Linked DNA regions of Drosophila melanogaster: region 2 is linked to region 1. A link is a contact called in public targeted proximity ligation data. All regions are on one chromosome and are shown on one strand. The core of a region is the stretch at or near the end of the contact, and the rest is flanking DNA. Distances in the headings are between cores, read along the strand shown.

What was found.
Region 2: a targeted proximity ligation map of the Kc167 cell line shows a contact between it and region 1, with 5 times the contacts expected there. A contact is called at or near these places in 5 of 107 Hi-C or Micro-C datasets (the Kc167 cell line, the S2 cell line, embryo and 2 more) and 3 of 7 datasets of targeted methods (the Kc167 cell line and the S2 cell line).

The regions. Positions count from the first base shown.
Region 1 is chr2L:6,096,757-6,100,847 of dm6, reverse strand. It overlaps CG9175, which reads left to right and starts at 1,882. Exons shown (of 5, transcript NM_164681.3): 1 at 1,882-1,915; 2 at 2,011-2,292; 3 at 2,357-3,304; 4 at 3,375-3,537; 5 at 3,595-4,091. The coding sequence starts at 2,152. The coding sequence ends at 3,680. stai (stathmin) reads right to left here and starts at 471. Exons shown (of 7, transcript NM_164682.3): 1 at 299-471.
Region 2 is chr2L:6,290,146-6,294,236 of dm6, reverse strand. Ddr (Discoidin domain receptor) reads right to left here. Exons shown (of 17, transcript NM_001298737.1): 5 at 3,546-3,693; 6 at 3,052-3,231; 7 at 2,859-2,992; 8 at 545-752. Among named protein-coding and RNA genes, the nearest start is that of CG43922, 17 kb to the left of the region's middle.

The DNA.
Region 1 (4,091 bases), core at 633-3,132:
AGAAATTTAGATAGTCGCTGACAGCACTTTCAACTCCGTTAGGGCATTCAAATTACATTCAAGTACATACTTTATGTGTGTATCATATGTACAATGTACCACCACACAAAGTTCATATAATGCGTACATACACACTGATCTGCACTTTGTTACGGGAAAAAGAAGAGGTACAAAGCGCGAGGGAAAAGCAACAAAAGAGCTCTGCGCAAGTTGCTGTTGGTGCAATTGCGCAGTGGCGAAAAAAGGGATCTTGCACTGGATCAAACCAGATTGCACTCGAGGTTCAGAGGCCACTCACCTGTAGATTGCTTTCCAATGAAATAAGTTAGCACATGTACAGTTAATAATAGCATTCAAATAACGATAGACACACTGGACACTTTTGAATTGTTAACAGTTAAAATACGGTGCGAGAACTTCGGCAGTTGTTTTTTACAGTTGTGATCGCGTCGGCGAAAATTAAGCGAATGAGCAAGGAAGAAACAGAAAGCAGAGAAGAAAACGAAAGCAGCGACGCGGCGTCGCGATCGGTGAGCACCAGCTGGGCTTTGTTGTTGTTGCTGACCTGGAAGCTGTGCGAGTGGAAAAGAGATGGCGCCAGTGCGTCTTTTGTTTGTTTTCTTTTGTCGGTTATAATTCAAATGACAATTTTGAATTTATTATGTACGCCCAAAAAAGTCTGTTGAATCCCAAAAGTAAGATCCTAAACTTTTCAAATAAATACGAATGAGTGTTGTGACACTTCAAAAGAAACACAAGGACAACGAACTTGATTATGTCTTCCTTTTTGAAGCTTTTTATTCATTTAATAATTATAAATAATATACATACATACGTACATCCACTTGAATCAGGTTAACAATATTGACATATCACTTAAGCCACCTTGACTTCGATAAAAGTGAAATTTGATCAAAGTGCCGGAAAAACTTGTTCACGCACTATGAAAATAATTATAACAAAACTAGTTTAGGTGCGTAGACAGTAGACAGTTTTCACTTTAACGCCCATTTAAATTTAAATACAGCCTATACGATCTATGGCAAAATTGATGAGAAATTTAATTGAAATCTGATAAAGTTATCAACGCAGAGTTGACAAAAGTCAGAAAATAGCAATAAGAAACACCTAATAGAGAATTTAAGATGCTGCAGATTTGAACAATAACTCGTTCAACACGTTTCACACCTTTGTCTGATATATGTACATACATAAATAACTCCCACGTAAAGGAGTATATAAATATGACTTCGGAGTCCCCTTTGTGCCGCCCACCAGCGATTGAAGGTCATTTTGTCACAACAAAGAACCAGGAAGACCACTGCTGAGCTCCACCGCATTAATGACAATCCTGAAATATTATAATTTCTTATTTCACTTGGAAAAAAGAATTCCTTTTTCAAGTTGTTGCAGGGGAGAAATTTGTCTACTTTCTTTTTAATAAAATTTTATTACAAGTACAATTAAGCCTATCTCGTTCTTAAAGGTAGGTACCAGTAGGTACTGGTTATGAGGTGGATCATTGAACATTTCAAACAGGGTACATGGTATATTGTACCTTAAGGTACAAGGTAAAGAAGACAAGCCACGTTATGCAGCGTACTGGGTGCAATATACGCGTTGCAAAATAAATATCGCAATATACTTGAATTCTTATGTATATAAAAATGGTTAACAATTATGTACTTAAAAACATTAAGCTTATTGCGATAATTTTTAAAGTTACCTATCGATTAGAGAACAGCTGTGAATATTTTGATATTTCCAGCTGTTAACATTGCAGCCCATCAGCTGTTTGCTCACGTCACCAGTCTGGCAGCCCTGTTCATCAGCTGAAGACAGCTGACTGCTATGGCACCAATCACCAATCTGCCTATCGATGTATCGATACCTCGCCCTGCCACCGCTATTCAGTGTACGTGGATTTTTAAGACAACTTTCTCAGTCCAAAACACAATAAGAAAATAGTTCCCATGATTAACGTCCACTGAATCGACCCACAATTCCCAGTCAGTTAACAGCCGGAGTGTGCCAGCGGTAGACCCAATTAGATGTGCCTGCCCCGCGGCCAGAGCTGATAAACTCGAGTCAATCACTCAGCCCCAATCCCTCCGCCCCCAGCGTCCGGTCGATTGTGATATATTATTGATAATGGCCCACACCCGCCGTCCCAGCGACGGCCTGCTGGCCCGCGTGAACTTCCCGCTGTACGCCGTGGACATGCTAACCAGCCGCCACATTCTGGTAGCCGGAGGCGGTGGCTCCAGCAAAACGGGAGTGGCGAACGGCTTTGTATGAACTCAGCTCGCTCCGCCGCATTCTTGTGATGTTTCTAATCGACGATTGATCTTTCCAGGAGATCTATGAGCTGTACCACAACGGCAGCCACTTCTGCGCGGAGGAGGTTTTGCGCCATGAGACCGGCGCCAATGTGGTGATGAACTTCGCGGTGCGCAATGGCGGCCGGAGGGGCTATCTGTGCGCCGGCCAGGAGGCGCACTGTCAGATGTACTACGTCCAGCCGCGCGTTCAATCCGAAGAGGATGGGAATGGAAACGGTGTGGGCGTCGGGGACGGCAAGCCTGCTCCGGAGGAACGGCCGCACGAGAACGGCAACGTGCGCCAGCGAAACGCACACTCGGGCGTGGAGCCAGTGGCCAACGGGCACAGGCCACCCCTTTCCACCGCCGACATATTGCGTCAGTTTCGGCGACTGCATTTCGACATCCAGGCGGCGGATGTGATCCAGACGGACTTCCTCAAGGGCGCCGAGCCCCTGCAGCGCGTGGTGCGCATCAGCGGTAATGGCCGTCTGATGGCCACTGGCGGCACGGACGGAAAACTGCGCGTCTGGACGTTCCCCCAGATGACGCTGGCCGCCGAGCTGGCGGCACACAGCAAGGAGATCGATGACCTGGACTTCAGTCCCGACAGCAAGCTAATTGCCAGCATCTCCAAGGATGCACAGGGCTTGGTGTGGGACCTGGCCAGCGGCCAGCTGCAACACAAGCTGCAGTGGAAAACGCCCGAGGGGGCCAAGTACCTGTTCAAACGGTGCCGCTACGGAACCGTGGAGGCGCAAAAGGATAACTACCGCCTCTTTACCATTGCCAATCCGCTGGGCAAGGTGGGAAAGCAGCGTGGCTTCCTGCAGCACTGGGACTGTGCCAGCGGGCAACTGCGTCAGGCTGTGGCCATTGACGAAAGCCTCTCGTCACTGGCAGTGCGGGATGATGGTCGATTCGTGGCCGTCGGCACGATGTTCTCAGGCAGCGTATCCATGTACATTGCATTCAGTCTGCAGGTGAGCAGAGGCAACTAATCAAAGTGTACGTTAATAGTCTTAACTCCAATTCTTTGCTTACGTTTTGCAGCGCGTGCTCCACATTCCCCATGCACACTCCATGTTCGTAACTGGCCTCCAGTTCCTGCCTATTACCAACGAGGAGGGACCGCCCATTTCCAGCGACACGGAGGCAGCCGTTCTGTCCATTTCGGTGGACAACAAAGTCTGCATCCACAGTCTGTCCCAAAGACGTAAGCAATAAAATTGGTGTAAAATTGGAAATTATCTCACTGCCAACTTCTTTTTAGGTACAATCCCCGCCTGGATTGCCATCGTCTTTCTGATTGTCATGATTTTCGCCGTGTTCGTGCTGTGCTCCTACATTGGCATCTGATGCTCAATGGCCAGAAGAGAGTTATTCGATTTGCATTATTAGTTTGTAAACAGGGTTTAGTTTTCTGCAATAAGCCACAACTCCTCCCCCCCCCAGCACTCCCAGCGTCGTCCCACCCCTCCTCCATCATGTTAATTAGTTTAAGTGCATAGTTTGTGCCGGCTGCCTTATCTCTTATACTAATTGCAATGTTTGCTTAGTTGTATCATAATTTGTTTATCTCTCTAGCCACCGCAAACGAAGCCTTGCTCGTTTGGCAGCTTTGCCCGTTGTACATGATTTTTAAAATTTAATTAATATTTCATTTATACAAAGGCAGACAGGAAAACTGACTGCGTCTAGTTGAAGCAGTCAAATGAATTGTAAAACCATTTTTATAATCAAAATGTTAGCTAATCGAACTGTGGTGGG
Region 2 (4,091 bases), core at 1,142-3,641, 190 kb before region 1:
AACAAAGCTGCCGGCTACTGGTGCTCATGGGTGAGTCAAGTAAAAATCGGTCCATATACGTACATATGTATGTATGTACATACATGTGTGTGTAAGCTCCCACCCATCACGGTTGGTAATAAATTTTGCGCCATTGAGCGAGAGTCGAGCCCTTCTTGATCGAGTCTGCAAGCTCGTTTTTAATTAAATGCGCAGCGATTTTTAGTGTCAGTGGGAATTTTCAATGGATGAGAGCTGTGTTTGTTGCTGCCGCAGTTTATGTTTGACTTTGCCACCGTTGGCCCTCACGTACCTTGTTGTTTTTGCCATTTTGAGGGCTTAACATTCAGTATACTTTTAGCGGCGCTCAAAGGATGCAGGATTTCAAACTACAAACACACACTTTCAAGACTTAATTTGTAATAGCTCGATGCTGTTAAAGATTATGTTATGTATACTCATGATTAAACTAAGCTACTTTAAAGAATAGCAATTGCAGTTAAGTATATTCATAATCTAGTCATATGTTAGCTTTTACCCTTTTAGTTTGATTGACTTTGCTTACCTGATATGAACGTTATCTCGCTTATCATCATCCAGCGGGCGGCAAAGTATAGATGCAACTGCACGTAGCGCCCCAGACGATGATGCAACTTGATTGTCACATCGCGTGCATGATCCAAAACCAGATCGGGCATATAGGAAAACTGCACCGGCTCTCCAGAGAAGTGGCGGCCGCCAATGCTGAAAAACACTTTGGCATGGACGAAAACCTGAAATAAGGAAACGGATCGACGGATTATAGTAAGGGAGCAAAATGAACAAATCTTTGAATGGGTTTTGCGTTCAAAGAATTGTTACACGAAACCAATTAATTCTTGCTCGCGGCTTTCCCAGATAATTTATACAGAGTTCAGATACATAGTTGTATTAATTAATATTCAACCATCGTAATCAGCAAATGCATGGACAGGTGTTGGTGCACACACCTTTTTTCGATTGTGTGAACTTTGATTCGTATACAATTAGTATTTGTAATCTTATGCCCTACCGCCAATTTTGGTTAGAGTCACAAAATTGGTTATGGTCAGTTGTGAAAGCGACTTGTAGTATAGTCAAACAAAAACACCTCAACTTCTTAAATGGCTTGGACTGGTAGTATCGCCTATTTTTGGACAGCCGGATGTAGAGTGTTGTGTGAGTTGTAGTTTGCACCTAAGAATGGCTAATGAGTTGTACATCTAATGTCTCAAAGCTAAAGCTAAAATTGTTTAAGAAATATAAGTACCGTAAATCAATAAGCCACCACCTTGACATCCAAGACAAGTTGAACACTTCAAATCAAATTAACATCAAGAATGATCAAGAATATGTTTATAATTACAATATGTGTTAGCATCTTAATCTTTGTATCACATTTATATGCTAAGGTGTATAAATTTCGGAAAAAAATCTAATTATTGGAGTTCCGTTCCTTAATAAACCGCAAACTTTACAGCCAATTGGCAGCAGCTTTAAAGCGGCATATAAAATTTCAATTACCACAAATCTCGGATTTGATGCCGCCACTTGGGGCGCAGATGGAGTTTCTTAGATTCACCTGGAGGCATGGAGGCACTCAAGACCCCATTAGCCGCTCAATTCTGGTTTCGGTTGCCCCGTAATTTACAGAGCCTCTATGTCGTCGGCTGTTATGATTTTCATTTTTACGACTTTTCATTACCATTATCATTCGGTTGGACCAGTCTTCGCTATCAAACGACCCATTAGTCATGAAATTACGAAGTGAGCTTCTCAGCAGATCAACGTTGGCCACTTTGCGGTCGTGTCGTAAATAGTGGAAATGCCATTTATGACGCATTGATAAGCCTCAAAATTACACTGAGTGCGTTTTAATTATGAGACGCGTGTGGCCCTCCACACACCACCTGTTGGATCAAAAGACAAGCCAGCCCAACCGCACATCGTGGTCAGTGGTCTGGCCAAGATTAAGGACTTTTTTCCCATTCACTTTGAGGTCTGTTTGTTTGACTTTGCCCTCAGCATTAGTAATGAGCAGCTCTCATCCCACCAAAATGCATAACAAATATACTGTCCAGATTAAACGGGTATGCAGTCGTAGCCATCTTAATTAAATAGGTATAACAATATATAGTTAAATAGCAATATGTTCTTTAAAAGGTATTTTTAAAAACTTGAGAGATTAACGAAAAATGTTTATGGCGTTCCTTGAACAAGGTGGGAGTGTTCGAAAAAAGTAAACACTGTACAATCATTTTTGTGGCATAGCTATTTGTTTACATGGCATCCAGAGTTCAGATAAAGATATATGTATGTGCACTTTTATTTATATATACGCACTCACGCTGTTTGTTTACTTTCGATAAAGAGACTGCAGTGAGTAAGGAAATGACTTGATAATGGGTGCACTGGATACCCCGCGATTCCCCTCCATTCCATACTCGTAAGTACTCCGAGTCGGACCCCAAGAGCTCCCCATATCAATTTTAGTTTGTTTAGGTTCGATTGCGTCTTCGGTTTGTTTATAAAAAGCGTTTTTTTTCGATTTTTTTATTATTATTGCTTTGGGTGGAAGTTGCTGGAAATGTTTAGCTCTTATTTGCTCATTTCGCCGCCAGTTTGTCTGGCGAGGGACCCCCATTTGTGGTTCCAGGCAACCCATTGCGTTTTTGCTTTTACGATTTACTTCAACGGAATTTTGTAGATGTGGTGATTAAGTGAATAGCACTAGTTAACAAGTAAAATAAAAAATTAAGTAGGGCAAGCAAGATTACCTTAAGATGTGTTTAATCATTGATTTAAGGGCTTACGGAAAAAGCTTGATTTTAGTTGGTTTTTGTGTTTAACTTTTTATTTACCTGAACATCTTTGGAAAACATGTTGTTGGTGTGTATGATAACAGCACTTAAATTCCGAACTGTCTCAAACTCGAATATGATTTCAACTGGACGCCCGAGCAAAGTGTCGTTTCGCCAGCCAATCCATTCGTAACCTGACAAAGTGTTACAATTTTCAAAAGAATTGAACTTTAAAATGCTTCGACAATCGTACCTTTGCCAAGGCCATTAATATCGGCTCGAAAGTTGTCCTTGCCCCGCTGACCATCAACAAGTTGGCCCAAACCGTTGACATAATGATCACCCTCCTCGTATCCATCGTAGGTTTTGTCCGACAGATCGATGTCCATGCCCCTCTGCATGCCCTTGGGAATACTGTACGATACAATTCCCTCTGCAAAAGGGAAATAAATATATTTTAATAAAAATATATAAATATTCGCAGAAAATTAATGCTCAGATTATCATTTTACGGGAATTGAAAGTGTACTTTCCCATCGCCAAACTTAATTTTTGAACTAGTACTTTTAGTCTTCGGACTCGTAATAATTTATTTTCTGTCCGACTTTCATTACATTGCAGCTAAGGCCTCAGGCCACGAGTAAGATCGAATGGGGCGATATAGGGGTCAGGGGTTCCAGGTTCCTATGGTGTGGGAGTGGGGTCGGGGTTGGGGGCATAACTCATGGCAAGCGAATGGGCACCTACCTTCCCAGGCACAGCCGACGATCTCGGCGCGCAGGCAGACGGTGCGATCGTACTGGCTGTAGGGATAGAGTCGCACCTTGGACGCAAAGACGCTGGGCTGGAGCACGTTCTCCACCTCGCTGTAGGTGTTTATGTTGCCGGGCAGCACCTGGAACGAGAGAAGGGAGTTGGGGCCCAATTGGGGCAGGCATTACAAATGGGTGGCTGGCATGTGGTGTGTAGGTGGCAACCTGATCGCCAAAATACTATCATGAGCAGGCGAAATAAAAACAAAAGCGCTAAAATTGATTTCACATTGCTGGCAGCCAGCAAATCGATGGAACGGGTTCGAGTTCGCTTTCCAGCCGCGACACCTACGCAATTTTCTCAACTCCTCCACTTGCCAGTAATTCGCACGTAAATTGATTCGCTTAAAGATTCAATATCTTCAACACACTCTCCGCTCGAACCCAAGTCCCCAGATGGTTCAGATGGTTATCTACACTTGCCCCGGCCTGCTCATGATTAATGTGTGAATGGACAAAGCATAGAGTATCTTCGCAAACA